6 separate regions of the Mus musculus genome follow, and regions 1, 3, 4, 5 and 6 are each linked to region 2. The links are chromatin contacts, called in public Hi-C, HiChIP or PLAC-seq and promoter capture Hi-C maps. All regions are on one chromosome and are shown on one strand. Each heading gives the region's core, a stretch centred on a gene start, on an enhancer-like site or on the middle of the called end of the contact. The rest is flanking DNA. Distances are from core to core; before and after follow the strand shown. Region 1 holds the start of Klhl20 (kelch-like 20). Region 2 holds the start of Vamp4 (vesicle-associated membrane protein 4). Region 3 holds the start of BC055324 (cDNA sequence BC055324). Region 4 holds the start of Prdx6 (peroxiredoxin 6). Region 5 overlaps Scyl3 (SCY1-like 3 (S. cerevisiae)). Region 6 holds the start of Sell (selectin, lymphocyte).

Evidence for each region. Promoter capture Hi-C pulls out the DNA fragments that hold promoters and counts their contacts. Hi-C and Micro-C count contacts between places; a contact is called where the count stands out from the background. HiChIP or PLAC-seq counts read pairs in DNA pulled down with a chosen protein or histone mark. Capture Hi-C pulls out chosen DNA fragments and counts their contacts.
Region 1: a contact with region 2 is called in a promoter capture Hi-C map of liver, with 2.0 times the contacts expected there. The contact joins the promoter of Klhl20 here to the promoter of Vamp4 in region 2. A contact is called at or near these places in 5 of 39 promoter capture datasets (the 3T3-L1 cell line, the HPC-7 cell line, hippocampal neurons and 2 more) and 2 of 9 other capture datasets (adipose tissue and liver).
Region 3: a promoter capture Hi-C map of liver shows a contact between it and region 2, with 6 times the contacts expected there. The contact joins the promoter of BC055324 here to the promoter of Vamp4 in region 2. A contact is called at or near these places in 9 of 39 promoter capture datasets (the C10 cell line, HPC-7-derived erythroid cells, cranial neural crest and 5 more), 1 of 484 Hi-C or Micro-C datasets (B cells), 2 of 115 datasets of contacts at active chromatin or transcription factors (astrocytes and pancreatic cancer cells) and 2 of 9 other capture datasets (adipose tissue and embryonic stem cells).
Region 4: a contact with region 2 is called in a Hi-C map of B cells, with 7 read pairs. The contact joins the promoter of Prdx6 here to the promoter of Vamp4 in region 2. A contact is called at or near these places in 3 of 39 promoter capture datasets (the C10 cell line, hippocampal neurons and liver), 2 of 484 Hi-C or Micro-C datasets (B cells and cardiomyocytes), 2 of 115 datasets of contacts at active chromatin or transcription factors (astrocytes and stem cell-derived neural progenitor cells) and 1 of 9 other capture datasets (liver).
Region 5: a promoter capture Hi-C map of embryonic stem cells shows a contact between it and region 2, with 3 times the contacts expected there. The contact joins the enhancer-like site here to the promoter of Vamp4 in region 2. A contact is called at or near these places in 8 of 39 promoter capture datasets (3T3-L1-derived adipocytes, the C10 cell line, embryonic stem cells and 4 more), 3 of 484 Hi-C or Micro-C datasets (embryonic stem cells, liver and regulatory T cells), 1 of 115 datasets of contacts at active chromatin or transcription factors (pro-B cells) and 2 of 9 other capture datasets (adipose tissue and liver).
Region 6: an H3K27ac HiChIP or PLAC-seq map of thymic regulatory T cells shows a contact between it and region 2, with 6 times the contacts expected there. The contact joins the promoter of Sell here to the promoter of Vamp4 in region 2. A contact is called at or near these places in 2 of 39 promoter capture datasets (both in liver), 1 of 484 Hi-C or Micro-C datasets (B cells), 1 of 115 datasets of contacts at active chromatin or transcription factors (thymic regulatory T cells) and 1 of 9 other capture datasets (liver).

What each region holds. Positions count from the first base shown.
Region 1 is chr1:161,130,094-161,132,793 of GRCm38.p6, forward strand. Klhl20 (kelch-like 20) reads right to left here and starts at 1,386. Exons shown (of 12, transcript NM_001039482.1): 1 at 1,270-1,386; 2 at 296-359. The coding sequence starts at 303.
Region 2 is chr1:162,569,219-162,571,918 of GRCm38.p6, forward strand. It overlaps Vamp4 (vesicle-associated membrane protein 4), which reads left to right and starts at 1,297. Exons shown (of 8, transcript NM_001356527.1): 1 at 1,297-1,562.
Region 3 is chr1:163,993,399-163,996,098 of GRCm38.p6, forward strand. It overlaps BC055324 (cDNA sequence BC055324), which reads right to left and starts at 1,398. Exons shown (of 24, transcript NM_201364.2): 1 at 1,212-1,398. The coding sequence starts at 1,322. Mettl18 (methyltransferase like 18) reads left to right here and starts at 1,491. Exons shown (of 2, transcript NM_027279.3): 1 at 1,491-1,673; 2 at 2,516-2,700.
Region 4 is chr1:161,249,769-161,252,468 of GRCm38.p6, forward strand. It overlaps Prdx6 (peroxiredoxin 6), which reads right to left and starts at 1,442. Exons shown (of 5, transcript NM_007453.4): 1 at 1,254-1,442. The coding sequence starts at 1,348.
Region 5 is chr1:163,940,826-163,943,525 of GRCm38.p6, forward strand. Scyl3 (SCY1-like 3 (S. cerevisiae)) reads left to right here. Exons shown (of 14, transcript NM_028776.5): 7 at 282-393. Among named protein-coding and RNA genes, the nearest start is that of Scyl3, 12 kb to the left of the region's middle. Within about 2 kb of position 1,421, at least 10 of the 459 cell types and tissues checked have an H3K27ac peak or open chromatin away from gene starts, as enhancers often do. A contact at or near this core is called in embryonic stem cells, where this site is marked.
Region 6 is chr1:164,060,816-164,063,515 of GRCm38.p6, forward strand. Sell (selectin, lymphocyte) reads left to right here and starts at 1,261. Exons shown (of 9, transcript NM_011346.2): 1 at 1,261-1,376; 2 at 2,238-2,319. The coding sequence starts at 1,374. Gm51665 (a long non-coding RNA gene) reads right to left here and starts at 2,177. Exons shown (of 2, transcript XR_003948100.1): 1 at 2,115-2,177.

The DNA of each region.
Region 1 (2,700 bases), core at 136-2,635, 1.4 Mb before region 2:
TTTGGTCTACATAGCACGTTCCAAGACAGCTAGGACTGCATAATAGTTCTTGTTTCAAAGCAAACAAACGAGCAAAGAAACCCAAAAATCCCTAGACAACACAAAACAACACAACCAAATAAACGAAGTTGCTATTTTCTGACATTACTAGTTTCGATTTACTTGAAACAAGAACGATTAATTCCAAGCAGGATTTGTTAAGGTTTGTGAATAAATAATCGTAAACGATGCACTGTTAGTAGAAGCTTAATTTCAATCACTGAAATCAATGTTTCATATTCTTAAAAAGGCTTACCTGCGCATTGGCTTTCCTTCCCTGCACCATGAAAAGTATCCTTCACCGTGTTCTAAAGCCGTACCTTCAACAAGAGAGAAGTAGTAGCTTACTAAAAACTGTTCGAGTTCTCCAGCAACTTGTATAATCACTTCACTCATTTCGTCTGTAATCAGGAATCTTACATCCTAATGTAATCTTTGCGTAGATGCGCAATCATAATGTAATGCCTTTAAGAGGACTATCACTAACTAAAGATGCTAAGGTGACAGATTATATGTGAATGTGAGGGTGACTGGGAAAGCAGTCAGGATCAAAATAGTCATGATCGCTAGTTGGTGTTTTCTGCTCAAGAAGCACCTGGGGAGTTTTTTGATTTTTTAACTTCACCATCAAGTATATTTGCAGAGTAATCACTTGATACCAGCAGCAGTACTAATTTAGTGACTCGGATAGGAAAAGCATTGTTTTAGCACTGAATCCGAAGGTTGTTAACTTATTCTGAAGTGACAAGCAGGCCGGAGGCGGTTGCCTTTAAAAACAACTCCACTTCCGACCAGCCCAGCCCGGGCAGCTTGAACAAGGGCAGGGAAAGTAGTTCTAGACTACAACTCTCCCAAGCTCTCGTCTTAGTCGCCGAAATATTGTTCACCGCCAGGATCTTGCTGGCTTCCAGAGAGAAAATGGGAGGCAGAGTGCTCGCTCCCTTAGAATTCCAAGTGAAGCTGTCCAGGATGCGGAGTCCTGCGTCCCCAGCAAGCATTGCACAGCCTTGCCCTGGCTTCAAGACACCTCGGGCAGCCAGCAGCAGCGCAGCCTGGAGCCCTGAAAGGCCCGACCGAGGAACCCTACCGTCCCTTAGAGGCACGACTGACAGGCAGCCTAGAAAGCACTGCCCTGACCCCGCCGGGCAGTTCGGCAAGTTGAGCTCATAGATCTGCAAAGCGAGACCTAGGGCTCTGTTCTCCATCCCGTGCTCTAGAGCTCTGACTTACTGGCTTTGACACTTTTCTCTCTGCGGCACCCTCTCTGCCTTCTCCGCCCTCTCTGCCTCCACCTCTGGAGCCGCTAGCGCAGGCAGGATGCGGCTCCTGCAGCGATTTCCTTTCCCTGCACCCGCCCAGATCCAGAAACAGGAAGCGGTCCGATGGCTAAATCCTTCCCACGGAACTGCACGTGTTCGGGCAAGTAGTTCCGTCATGGCTCCGGAAGTAGCTGTGCCTTTCGCTGAGCGTTTCCCAGGACTGGTACCATTAGTCGATCTGACTTTTACAATATACTTAGAGAGCAACCAAATAAAATATGTATGAGGTGAGGGTTTCATTTTTGAGTATATAACTAAAAGTCTGTTGCTGATGTATTGAAAACTATACAAGGCTATTATTAACCAAAATTTCTTTAGCTGAACTTTATTTGACATCTATAGACTCTGTGCAGTTGTTTTTGATAGGAAATATACCTCATATTAATAAACTTGTAGTGGGAATGATTGGTCTTTAAATTCAACTTCTAATTCTAGTTCTATGATACACTTTGTCATTTGGCCAAGTTTTTTCTTCATATGTACCAGTGATATATAAGTAAATAATATATGTACTAGTAACAGCTATGGATACCCCATTTATTATCAAATACTTAGCATATAACATTGTGTATTAGTTTATCAGTTCTAGTATCTCTCTTATTGAAGGATTTATTACCATTTTTCCAAATGGTGGTAGCATTATGTTTCAGATAGTGCCATTCCAGTCGGTACCAAAGCGTTATGTAACTTACAAAAGGGTAAGGGTATCTACGGAGCATAGCCTGTAAGGGTTAGAGCCACAACTTGATGCCGTGTACAATGGTTCTAGATTCTGGCCACAATTATATTATATCTTCCTCCAGAAAGGTTCAAGGATTCTCGTTGGTCCATATTATTGGTACTTTCAACTTTAATTTTTTGCCAATCTGATGGGTATAAAATAGTTTAGATGTACATTTTTCTGATCCATTGAAATGGCATCTTATATGTGCACCTCTCAGGTTTCTTTTGTGTAGATTGTCTAAAAGTCATCTTCAAAGTGACTCAGATTCTTCCAAAATATGAGTCATGATTTTAATTCTTTATAGCTATACAGTTCTATAGCAAGGGAGTTATAAAAACATTAAGGAATGCTAGTAACTAAAATGGGCTTTTAAGCCAGGGTGAAAGTAATATTTCCTATTCTTAACCCATTGATTCCTTCTTAACCTACTACCCACTGTAAGCTGGCTTGTGCTTCAACTACTCTGTTTCTTTTTAAAGGGGAGGAGTTCAGTGTGAATCAGCTCTTCATATTTATGCCAATTAACAAAGTATACATAAAAATAAACATATGAAAAAACTGGCATTTCCAATTATTATAGAACTCCTACAATCCCATAGGCGTCCTCTTAGGGATCCT
Region 2 (2,700 bases), core at 47-2,546:
AAGGCATGTATGAATGACATGTCCATTGTAGCTCTACTATCGTATTTCCTTATGCTGTTAACAGACAAGGACATTAACTAGCTAAGGAAACAAGGCAAGGAAGTTCGGCATAGTAAGCAAATATACGGATAAAATCATCAACTGAAGGGGCTGGAGAGACGGCTCAGTGAGAAAAGGCACTTATCCTTCTTGTTAACGACCCAGGTTCAATTCCTAGCACCCACATGGCAGCTTGCAACAGCCTGTAACTCCAGTCCCAGGGGATTTGAAGTCCTCATCTGATCTTTAAGAGCATCAGGCATACACATAGTAGTGTATGCACATATATGCATGCAGCCAAAAACACCCATACACATAATAAATCTTTTAAAAACATTAAATAAATAGAAACAAACAAACAAAAGACCACCTCTGGGCTGTCTAGTGACTCCGTGATAATCTCACTACCATGCCCTGCCAGAGACACAGACTAAGATACCTTCTATCTGGGCAGGCCATTTCAGTCCAAGTCAGCCAAGTTGTGAGGAGAAAACTCTCAACCAGTGAGCCCAACAGCAACCCTAACTAAAGATCGGGTGAAAGAGGGCTTTCTCCTGGAATTTTCCTCCTCCGGTTTGTTTTCTTGTCCCTGAGCATCTTTTCTTATTTTTGTGTCTATCAAATAACTGGCAATATATTTCCCCACAGTTTAAAAACTCTTAACAAAGGACTAATAACCATTAAGCTTAAAAGACTTGGAGGAGGATAAATTAAAAAAAAAAAGAAAAGAAATACACATTTCTACAGTTTTGGACTAAGTCTATCAACGCCAGACTTCTTTAAATAAATATGTCAAGCAGAGACTGTAAAGGAGATGAATTATTGGCAGAATGGCAATGTAAGGGTGGTTTCCCGCCTGAATCCCTATGTTTGGATCCTGCCATTTAGGCTACAAGCAAAAGGAATGAAACTGAGTAACCCTCAGCAATTTTGTAAATGGTATCAGACAGATATTTTATCACATGCGGCCCCTTTTACTCAGGTCCCTCAGACAGCCCGCAAAGTAGCATCTTCTACGGGACCTACATCCTAGTCACCCTTTCAGCTCCAGTTGAAAGACTTCTCAGCGTTCCCTACTCATCCCATGTACAACCCACGTGCTCCTCCATCGGATCTGAACGTCACAACCCCGGGGGATTCTCCCGGGTTCAAGAAAGACGGAAGCGATCGACCCGCTCAGGGTCTCCATTGCCTGAACATGTCCCCTCCGCCAGAAGACAAGACCCGGAGCGCCGAGACGCTCGATCTCCGTTGCCTGAGCCTGCCCCCTTGCGCCCTCTCCAGGACTCGGAGTACCGAGCGGCTCGATCTCCCTCGCCTGAGCCCGCCCCCTCTGCCCAGCGCCAGGCGGCGGAGCGCCGAGTCGCTCGATGAGCGGGGGCGCTGCAGCAGAGCGGAGCGGTGGCGGCTCTGCGCCTTCGGCCTTCCCCCTCCCACCCTTCTTCCTCCGCTTCCCGCTCCCTCCCCCGCCTGCCCTGCGCTGCCAGCAGGGACTGCTGCCGGGAGCCCATCGGAGACCGCAGGTATCCCGCCCCGGCGCGCCTGAGCAGGCAGGAAGCCAGGCGACGCCCCTGCCTACCGCCCCCAACGTCCGCTGGGGCTGGGAACCGGCCTGCGCGAGGGTCGGGTCGCGAGTGGGGAAGGCCGGGGGCCCGGGGTGTCCTGAGGAAGGGGCGCGAGGACTGGGGAGGGGCTGGGGCGGCCGAGGAGCTTTGAGATCGAGTTGCCCTCCAGGGGGAGAGCTGTTCCCGAGGGGGCACCTGTACGGGGAGTCGGGGGCCAGAGTTCCGAGCAGATGTCGGGGTGCGTGGCCTGGGGTGGCGGCGGCGAAGGGAGCCGAGGAATTGGCCAGAGAGGCTCGCCTGAGGTCCTTCCTCGGGGGTTCGGAGAAAGCGCGCATCCCCGCTGTGCTTAGAATGACCCGGGGGTGGAGGTGAATCCTTACACGTAACAGGTTTTGCGAGTAAGATTTCCAGTCACGATTTGCGTGGAACTGTTACCAGCCGAGACTGCAGATGAGAAATGAGGAAGAACTGGCGAGGGGGATGGAGGCTGAGCAAAGGAAAGCCGTGCCCAGCCAGATTCGAGCTTTTTTAGCGAAATGAAATAGAGCTTGTTTTGTCGAGGTAAAAAGCCAGTGTAGATTAAACAACAGGTTAGAAGTGCGTTACATGTAAAGCCACGGAATAGAGAACGTACTACAGAAGATGCATACGAGAGATTTGAGCAAGCGGGGAAGTACACGTAAGAGTCGTGCGATGTTGACACTTCAGTGAACCGTGTGGTGTTCCATCCACGACGTGGAAAGACATCACGATGACTCTTACTACGTAGACACGTTAACGACAAGAATATTTTTGGTAGGAGGAACTGTAGGCAGAATGGAGTCAACTCTGATTTCTGAGTACAGTTTATTTACGCTACTTATTTTTAATCTGTAAATATCATTAGTTGCGGGTAGTTCCAGGGTAGCTCGTTTATCTATCTGCTGATTTGCTGGTGGTTTGTTTATTTGTCTAGCCTGAGTTTGCTTCCTTCCTCAAACTGATAGCTTGGATTTTAGAACTTGAATAAGAGGTTTACTCCTCATTACGTTTTAGTGTCATACCGTGTAAAGACATTTTGTGAATTTGCTTGATCCCTCTCTCCTGTTGGCTAAGA
Region 3 (2,700 bases), core at 148-2,647, 1.4 Mb after region 2:
GAATCACAGTGGGGGACAGGTAGATTCATGGAGTAATTTAGAATCAGAAATCATAATTAGCTGGTTGCAAAAAGAGTGTTCAAGGTTTACTTACAGAAGAAAACCTGGAAATGAGATTTGCGTTTTCAGTAGGTAGCAAGGTAAGGTAGAAATGGTACTCTAAATGTAGTGTGGTACCTGTAATACTGAGGGGAGGGTAAATAACAGATATCTTCATTCCCTCTAAGCCTAGCAGTCTGAGACACACATTACATAAATAAACATCTTTTGAGTAGGAAAACAGTTGTTTCCAGGAGGAAATTCCATAAAAACAACCCTTCTCGTTGACACACAAAAATTCCAGCACTGCAAACTCAGGATTACTGCAAACCCAAGACCAGTCTGTTTTGTATAGCTAGTATCAGGCCAGTCAGGACTACCATCTAAAAAGCAAAATAATTCCATATCCACACACGGAGTACTTTAAAAACGGTCATCAGCACCACGTTGGATTTTGCTAATGTCTAAGGAATGACTTCAGTGTGAGAGAACTTAAGTTATACTATGAAACATCATTCGTGCAAGGTTTGAACTTTCACTAAATGTAATGGTATTTTCAGTTTTTGGAGGGGTGTGTGTGTGTCTGTTTCTGTGTGTGTAATTTTAAATAGAAGGTATGATCAAAATCATAAAATTAAAATCACCTTTTACATGAAGGGAGTCGACTTCCAATTACAAACACAAAAGCATTACATAATTATTCTTTGCACCTAACTCCACACAATTACAACTCGATTAAAGCCAATACCTGAAGCACCGCCTTGTAACTTAAAAGGGAAACGGGTTCGAAAGGGGAAAAGCATTTTTGTTTACAGACCATCCTTTGAAGATGTGGTACCACGGAAGAACTACAACTACATCCTTCAGCTCTCACGCTTCATCCAGATACTGAGCACCAGCGCGGGCATCTCCCACACTTAGGCAAGTGCGACCGACCGGGCAAACTTAGGAACAGAGAACTAAACTTAAGGCATGAGAGCACTCATCATTTTCAAACGCTCCAGTCGCAATCGTCCGACAATGCTAGGCGCGCCTAGCCCCTCAACCCACGGTTGTCCTCGTTCCCTTAACCATCACCTCGCAAAACAAAACAGAGTTCGAATCCCAGGCTGCCCGCGTCAGGGCGGAGCAGGCTCGCGACACACCCCCCGCTCAGCGCCCTCCAAGGATATGAGGAGCCGGGGCAGCACCGAAGGCAGCTCCCGACGGCACATCTCCTCCGACCAGCTGCTGAGTTCCTCCAGCACGACCCCGCTCGCCACCTCCGCATCGTCCTGCGACATTCTTTCGCCACCCCCGAGAGACGAACGAATCCGCACGACTCCCGCCACAGCTTGGAACGCCGTCCCAGCAGGCTTTGAGAGAGCTCCGCCCCCACCAAACCATAGAGAGGAGCACTCTCGCCCCCAAGCGTCGGGGCCCTCTCTAGCTATTGGAGGACTCATCTCGTTGGTGTTCGCCGTAGGCTGAAGGCGAGTTTCTCCGGTAGTTTGTTCGCCCTGGCGTCTGACTTTCCAATGCTGAGACCAGAAGTCCTCAGGTTTGCTATCCTCAGTCCGGGGGGACTTTGAGACGACGCGTAGTTTCAAGGGTGACCTGGGCTGAGGCCAGGAATGACTCTACTCCCCTGTGAGGTGCGTTCGAGAATAGGAATGATTTTACTGGCGTGCGTGCTTCCGTTCCTACGGCTCCTGCCAAGTGAACGGAGATCCCACCGTCCAGAAATGTGCAAATTAAAACGGGTGTTATGGTCTGGCATATTGCCGGAAATGTTTCTATACAATCGATTATACTTTCCACAGTCCTAGTCTTTATTCATCCCTCCAGTCACATAAGGTGTAGAACTACGTACACATAAATGTACCGTTTGGATGAGTTTGCACACACCAGATCACACACACCTGTGTGTGTTTGAAAATGGATACCCTACTTACCCAAATAAAACCTTAAACTGTTTTTGCGAGGCAGAGATGAAGGAACAAACCTGGATGCCACTGTGAACAAAGAGAAAATAATTACTGTAGATGCGTCAGAAATTTAGGAAGATGAAGGTGAAGATGCCTGAGCACAAGGCAACTAAAAGACCAGGCAGGAAGCTGGGCATGGTGGCGCACGCCTTTAATCCCAGCACTCGGGAGACAGAGGCAGGTGGATTTCTGAGTTCGAGGCCAGCCTGGTCTACAAAGTGAGTTCCAGAACAGCCAGGGCTATAGAGAAACCCTGTCTCGAAAAACCAAAAAAAAAAAAAAAAAAAAAAAGACCAGGCAGCAGGTAGCTAGGCTGTCCTGTCTACAAATCTTGGGGTTTATTGTTCTGGTGAAGGTGGTAGCTGCTATAGCTATTCTTTTGTTTGTCTTTATGTTTTATCTTCTACTTTTGAATACTTAAGGCATCTGTGCATTTTGCTAAATCGCATACACACAGCCTTTTTTTGTTTTTGTTTTTAAACATTTTCTTTTCCCCCTTCCCTTTCCAGGGCTGAACTGAAAAAGGATCAAAGGCGTCTAAAACGTCTTTGGAGCCCCCTCTGAATACATCTGATGGTGTATACGCAGCTAACAGACATTGGGCGCAACAGAACTAATCGACTGTGTGATCGGTTATGCCATTAAATTCTTTCTAGAAGCTGAAGCATCATCCTTTGGTAAAAAAACGGTGTGC
Region 4 (2,700 bases), core at 192-2,691, 1.3 Mb before region 2:
GAGGGTTCCATTTGCTACTTCTTCTAGTCTACCTTTCTCTTTTAAAAGCTCTGCTTCCCCTTAGTCAGGAGGAGCCAAACTCACCTCAGGAAAGATTCTCTAATGCTTCCTTTCCTGCCTGGTCACGGAGTAGTTTCATAAACTGCTCTGTCCTCACGTACATACATACATACATACATACATACATACATACATACATACATACTAGATACGAAAAGGACACAGACAGACCCAAGAGTTTGTTTATTCAGTGTCATTGGGCACTGAAACTCCAGAACCACAACATAGCCTGACGCGTATGCAAAAAGCGGACTGAAACTAAGCATCTTACAATGTGTGCATTCAGGAGCTGTAAAACTAAGACAAAATCGGTGCATACCTAGCCACTGTGGCCACCACTGTTGTTATCAGCAGCAAGGCCAGGCGCTGATGCAAAGCAGAGGGGGAGGGGACCACTGGGAAACAAAAGAGTCTCCAAGTGGGGAGGCACACGTGTCCTAGCCTTGGAATGGCCTAGAGTGGCAAAATGGTCGCAGCCTTTCCCTCAAAGCATTGCTTCTTCTAGAATCACGGTCACGCCTACAGAGTGTTTCTGGGTGCTCCCAAAGCTGTTACATATAATCTTATTTTTGACCTCTGAAGGAGGCTCTGGACAAAAAGTCTTTTGGCTACTTACTTGGCACCGTAGTTTTGTTTTGTTTTTTAATTCAGAAGTCCGCAAACACTCCCCGAAGTTAAGAGGAACCCAGATAACGTCGGGACAGCCCTTAATTTGTGGCTGTGTGCTCTAACTTTGACCTTAGGCACCCACCTTCCGCAAGGTACAACTTCTAGAGCGGCAGGAGGGCGGGCAGTGCGACCCTGGGCAAGCGTCCCGGGAAATGACCTCAAACACCGAGCAACCCTGCCCCACCTCCCCTGGGCTTTCAGATCGACCCCGACACAAACCCAACACTGTTTACAAAACCAGGTTAAACAGACAACAAACCGTCCTCGGCAAGGACCTCCTTTCCCATGCCAGGCCAGCCACGCTGGGTCAGGGAAGGATCCGCTGATCGGCGTAGGGCCGGGCAGAGGTCGCAGGTCCCCAGCAATGCCCGGTGATGCTCGGCAGGACCCCGGCGGCGGGCACGTGCGGGAACCGGTGAGGGGCTAAGCCAGAGACCCGCCGCGGCCGAGCGCAACCCGGAAAGAAGCGAGGCAGGTAGCTCTGGGGACCCGTCACCTGGCAGGGCAACGCGGTGGCCACTTACGAATCTCCCAGGAAATCGTGGAAGCGGATGCGGCCGATGGTGGTATTGGCCTCAAAGTTGGGGGCTTCGTCCCCGAGAAGCAACCCTCCGGGCATGGCGGCAGTGGTGACGCTGAGAACAAGGAGGCGCAGCCGCAGCAGTGAGCAGCGGGCGGGCTCCTGCGGAGACCTAGATCAGTGCTGGCCGAGTGGGCGGGGCTGGGGCGGGGCTGGGGCGGGGTGGGGCGACCGCGAGTCTGGCGGCTGCGGTTCTTCACGTGGAGCTTGCAGGCAAGGGAGATTCTGGAGCTAAAGAAGGCCACGTGCAATAGGAAGGAAGCGCAAGACCGAGAATTGCGGGGACTTGTAGATCTGGCGGCTCTGCAAAGATGCTCTAGGAGAAGGCGGAATTAGCGCAAATCCTCTGACATTCTCACCCCTGTTGGACTTACAATTTAGAGGTCTTGGGGTATAGCCCTCTTTTACTATGAGCATCTAGTAGTTGGCTGAATGACTGACTACTCAGCCAACCTGGGTTTCAGAAGTTTTTCAGGATGTGGCAAGAACCAGACTTGTGACGTGGGCTAAGTCAGAGGAAGTGGCTTTCTTATTGCAGCAAACATTCTGTACCAATGTCAATAAGAGGGCAATGGAAAGAACCGTTTTTTTTTTTTTTTAAATTTTGCCTCCCCATTCCTGGAGTTCCTTATAAAATGCTCAACACATTATTCCTAAAGTTTAAATATAGGTTTCACAACAGGCTTCTTGAGATCGAGTGTATGCAAGTGAATTCCCACCTGAAGAAATGGGACATTTTGATCCACTGACTTCCTATTTCCTAAGCACAAAGTGGAGAAAGATGCCTGCCCTTATTAGAGACAGATGGCAGACATTCTGCACAGAAACCAGAATCTGTTAGAAGCTCAGCCTGGTGATCGCAAACCAGAAACCCCAACTACTCTGGAGAAAGGAGAAGGACTGTAAATTCTGAGCTACAGAGGAAGTTCAAGGCCAACCTGGGGAACTTAGAGTCTGTCTCAAAATAAAGGGGAATGAGGAAGCAGGTGTGCGGCAGGATGCTTGACTGGAGTGTGGGAGGCCCTAGGTCCAATCGCCAGCGCTAAGGTGTGGTGGAGGACAATGTATTAGAAAGCCCCGAGTCCTAGCTGGAGAAACTAAAGCGAGTTTATGTAAGTTAAGTGAGGCTACCTGGAGGTCAGCTTCAGATTGTGTGGCCCAGCCTGGGGAAGCCTGCAGGACAGTAGACTACTTAGAACATGGCAGGTGCTCTCAGAGTGGTAGCTATTATTAGATGACACAATTCACGCAGTAACTCTCACTTTCCTTATTGCTAGCTAGACACCGTGCGAGGCCTGATGTGAGACATAGTCCCAGCTCTTACAGGAAAAGTGCAGTTATGATATCATGTAAGGTGATATGGACAGGGGAGCTGTGAGTGTTTGTTGTTC
Region 5 (2,700 bases), core at 171-2,670, 1.4 Mb after region 2:
TTCCACCTTTTGAGCCATCCTTTTGGATCAGAGGTGTATTAACAATCAGGAAATGGGAGCATGGAGAAGGAAGGCCCCTGGGGTAGTGCGGGCTGTGCCGACAAGACAGCTTTGGAGACCTTCCAAGGCGTCTGGCCTGAACGAGCAGAAGTCGTGCAGCAACAGCCAGGGCTCTGTTTGCTTGGGCTTTTTCAGGTTGGTTTTTGCTCTCATCAGTCTCCAGCTAGAGAGGTCCGAAAAGAGGGAGAAGGCCTGGAACTAACTGTAGCTCTGGATTTCAGTTTCAGCGGACGTTCTCTCCAGCTTCCTACAGATCCTGCACTCAGCTCTGCTGAACCCCATGCCCGAGTGTCGGCCAGCACTCAGCACCTTACTGTCCCATGATTTCTTCAGGTGAGGGCATCATGTGACACACTACAGAGAGGGAAAGAGAGGAAGAGAGAGAGATTGGTTTGCCTTTCAGGTTTTTATCACAGAAAGTTTGAAAACTTCTCAGCTGTCATGAAGGAATTATATCCAGATTCAGTAGGAAGTTTGATTAGAAAGAACTAGTCCGTGTCAAATAGTTTTCAGTTGGAAACTAATTGAGAAAGTAGATAAAGTTGATAAGCATGGCCCCGCCTTGTGCTGCCACTGCATTATGGGTGCCTGTTCTCTGAATCTGTCTTGTTGAGAGGGGGCAGGTTTGTGTTTCGTCTGGCAGTAGATGGTTCCCTTAGTCTCAGTGTATAGGCGTTGGTCAGAGGGAAGGACACAGAATAAACACCCCGGGTTCACAGATGGTTTTGAACTTCAAGGTTAGTTTTAATTACGTTTTTTTTTTTATTTCTGTAACCACAGAGCTTGTGCCCAGGTTAGTTCCATGTTTGTGAGTTTTATTAACAAACCTAACCCATGTTTCTTAAACAAAGTATGTTTATGTGTTTGTACTTAGAGCTTGGAAGGGATCAGAACAGAAGGAAGGATACAGCCTCCCCAAGGAAGATGAGGCCTCTAGAGAGGCACCGTGTGGTGGGGTGTTACTAAGTTAGTCCTGTAGTCACCACAAGTACAGTTGACATTTATGTTTGTGAGAAAATGTTTTGGACTTTTCCCAATATAGCAGGTTCCCTCCTCCATTTCTTAAATTGGGAAATACAATTGTATATATTTGTGTTTATAAGTCTGTCAACAGTTATTATTTTCTTGTATTTGTAGATGAATTTTAGAAATACTTTATTTCTCATGCTATCATAGTCTCTATAAAGATAATTCATTATAGTAAATTGTTACCACTATATGTAACTCAAGTTCTTTAAGAACTGTGTAATAGTGCAGAGGGAAGAAAATCATCAAAGCGCATTCCAGGCCACATCAGACATCCGTGTGTGGCAGGAGGAGCAAACTGCCGGAAGCAGCAGGGTGGAGCAGGCCAGCTCCCTCCCTGAGGCAGTTGCTTCTGTTAAAGCGCTTGTGCATTAGCTCCGCCTCTTTGGGATACACAGGTCCACTTCGATTGGACAGGAGTCTTTAAAGGTTCTTTGTTTTTTAGACTTAAAAAAATTGAAACTCTGTGACAAATGTTACAGCCTAGAAATACCAAAGGAGGAAAGGATGTGGTGGACACATAAAATAAATGTAGATGGTCTGCTTATCGCCTAGGGCCATGAAAGGTAAACAACTTGTCTCTTAGGAGAAGTTTACGATTATGAGCACATACATTTATAGTCCACATACGCTACCATTTGCGTGAGAAATGTAAACAGACATAAAGATGTGGTATTAAATTATAAATGCAAAAAATTCATTGGAGCGCATATTACTGGTATGCTAAGCATTTCAAGCATCACCCTCAAGCAGCACATGACACAAATCATCTCAACAAACGCAGAAAAATGGCTCACGTCGCACAAAGTGGTTTCTTGAGTTTCTGGTGTATTTCCACTGTCTTTTAATTTACCCACCATAGAAAAGTTTGTGTTTAGACTGTTTTCAGTAAAACTACTGGTCAACAGGCTAATGAAAATTAAGTCTTGGTAAAAGTTAAAAGTAACACGAATTTTTATGTGGAGGAAATCATGGAAGATAGGGCCTTAATAATGAATTGTTCAAGAATCACATATAGGTGTCAGCGTGAGAATGAAGGCAGTACCTGTGCATGCCAAGCTGTGTGCTTAAGTGTTGGGCAATATGGTAGGGATATGCTAGGACGGTATGGTAGGGATATGCTAGGACGGTATGATAGGATATGCTAGGATGATAAGGTAGGGATATGGTAGGATGGTATGGTAGGGATATGCTAGGACGGTATGGTAGGGATATGCTAGGACAGTATGGTAGGATATGCTAGGATGATAAGGTAGGGATATGGTAGGATGGTATGGTAGGGATGTGGTAGGATGGGAGCCATGCTGTCTTGGAACAGAATAGTTTACAGGTTTGGAACTATCTGTAGACTCTTCAGAAACTGGCCTTGCCTAGGTCCAAAAGTCAGAAAAATGAGAAAACACTGGTGACTTCTATAAAAGTTCCATTTCCTAGATCCTCTTTGGTGTTTTCACTTCACCACAGGGGACTTGGGGATCAGCAGCTTCTTTGATAGTGCCACTTCTTCCAGGGTAGTCCACTTAATCAGTGTCTGTGACAGTGAGAGCATTGGAAAGGTGTGGTCACTGCTGAAGCCTAAGGACAGCAGCAAGTGCCCTTCCATTATATCCTCTC
Region 6 (2,700 bases), core at 11-2,510, 1.5 Mb after region 2:
GACAAGGTTTCTCTGTATAGCTCTGGTTATCCTGTAGACCAGGCTGGCCTCGAACTCAGAAATCTGCCTGCCTCTGCCTCCCAAGTGCTGGGATTAAAGGCGTGCGCCACCACTGCTCAGCTTTTTTTTTTTTTTGGTTTGTTTTTGTTTTTTGTTTTTGTTTTTCGAGACAGAGTTTCTCTGTAGCCCTGGCTGTCCTGGAACTCACTCTGTAGACCAGGCTGGCCTTGAACTCAGAAATCTGCCTGCCTCTGTCTCCCAAATGCTGGGATTAAAGGCGTGCGCCACCACTGCCCCATTTTAGACTTTCAAAGGTAATTAAGATGACCTGTTAAGTTCTAGTGTTGTTATTGTTGCTACTACATTATATTTGTGTGTGTGTGTCTGTGTGTATGTTGACACATACATGCCATTTTTTGTCATTATTACTAACTTTCTTACAGTTTAAATACTATTATGTCAGTGACTTCCTCCAGATTGCTTTTGAATGGCTGAATTCAAACTTTATATGCTGTCTTACCCTCTTCACACTTTCTACTCAAGGTATTTCTAGGTCCCCCAACCTCTCTAAGTTAGAGCCCTGGGATTTTATTTAGGATTTTGCTTTCAGAAGAGCCATTAACAAGGACTTCCACTAGGGGGTGAACGAGGAAAGAGGAAGGAGAGGAACTAAGTTGGGTCAAGTCTTCCAGAAAGCTCCCGAAGTTCAAGAGCAAGTGAACTAGCTCTGAAATAAGTTTTTAATCTATGGTACGACCAGGGTCCCCTACCCCATGGTCGGGAGTTTATAAACAAAACAAGGAACACAAAGGAAAGTGGGGTGGGAAGGGAGAAGAATGGAAGGGAAGGGAGGAGAAAAAAGGGGAGGGGAAGGGAAGGTAGAGGAGGGGAAGGGTAGGGAAGGGAAGGGACGGGAAGGAGGCATAGGTAACCAGAAAGGACTAAGAGGATGTGGGGAAGAATCCAGTTGCCATTGCTTCTTTTTTTTTTTTCTATTTTTTTTTTTTAATTTGGGGGATTATAATATAATTACAATATCTCTCCCTTTCCTTTCCTCCTTCCAAACTGGGGATATCCTGAGCAGGGGGCATAGCTTCTGGTCCACTACTGTGTTCTTGGGGCAAATGATTGAGCCCAGATTAGGAAAGGGGTGGGGAGAGAGAGATAGAGAGAGAGAGAGAGAGAAGAGAAAGAGGAAGAATTGGGGGCGGAGGATGTGAGGCTGGGCTGGAGAAATGAAAGAAAGCAAACCCCACTGGTGACATTGGCACATTCTTCCTGAGCGCAGCACGCCCTCCTTGTGCAAGAACTCTGAGCCCCAGGTGCAGGAGGCTGAGGCCTGCAGAGAGACTTGCAGAGAGACCCAGCAAGCCATGGTGAGCATCCCAGCCTATAAGAGATCTCTAGATATTCAAAATTTTCCTTGGGGTTGAAGAGGCAGGTGGCAAGGGGGCAAGAAGCTATCATTTCTGCGTTTAAGAAATATAGAAACCAACAAACAAGAACAAGAACAACAACAACAACAAAACCCCTACGCATGCTGTCTCAAGAAAATGACTCTAGACTCTTTCTTGCTGATTTTCTCCCTTGGTGTTTGCTTTGATGGAATGCTGGAAGGGGCACAGATAAGATTAGACCTTTGCGGTGACACAGAGTGACTCCCTGAGGAGTGATATACATCCAAAACTACAGTTTTAAGATGTGCAGAAAGCCTATGGCTTTGTTGTTTGAGTTATTAAAAATATATTGCTTCTTACTTGAAAAAAGCAATGCTTGCCTTTCCTGGCTTCTGGCTACATCATTCTTTCATATATTTGAGGTATGGCTCCTTCATGACCCAGCGTGAAAGGCAAATGTGAGTGTCACTGGTTCATTAGACCCCAAGAGCATTAAAAACAAGAGCATTAAAAAAATTAAGATTCTGTTTGATTTAAAGCTCAGTCGAAAAGTAGGTACAAAGAATACCGAAATATCGGAAAGCATAACATTAATCATGATCAACAACCTGGGACTGAAACCTGGAAGGAAAATGAAATAAAGTAGTGTACCAGTGTGTAATGAAGTAGATGCCATAATTTTCAGCCATGACACCCACCCCCCCCCAAATAGTTTACCTTGGATACGGTTGATAGTGGGCTGATGGGCTTTATCTGTGAATTGAAGAAGTGCCAGGGCACTGCCTCATGGTGCTATAAGTTTGCAGTTCAGAGTTTAAATATTTTGCACTTCATTTACAGGTGTTTCCATGGAGATGTGAGGGTACTTACTGGGGCTCGAGGAACATCCTGAAGCTGTGGGTCTGGACACTGCTCTGTTGTGGTATGTCCTTTGTTTTTGGCTAAGCCTTAGGCAGTGATTGTTCTTTTCTTAAATATTCATTGAAAGTACATAGTTGCAGGGAATACAATCAGGTAGATGGCTATTAATTCTTTTTTTTGTTGCTTTTTTGTTTTATTTTTTTTTTTGTTTTTGTATTTTTTATTTTTGGCTATTAATTCTTTTAAGGACTCTCATTCTTTCTCTGACCTTCAGAACTTTTCTGAGTCCCCCTAATACCAGCTTAGCATTGACATTCTCTAGTGATGTGCCCAAATCCTGATATCTACACAATAGTCCTCTGTTAGGAAGGAGTACAGTTAATTGACAAACCTCTAATAAGGCACGTTATGCTTATTCTACATTTCATTTTCTATTAATAGT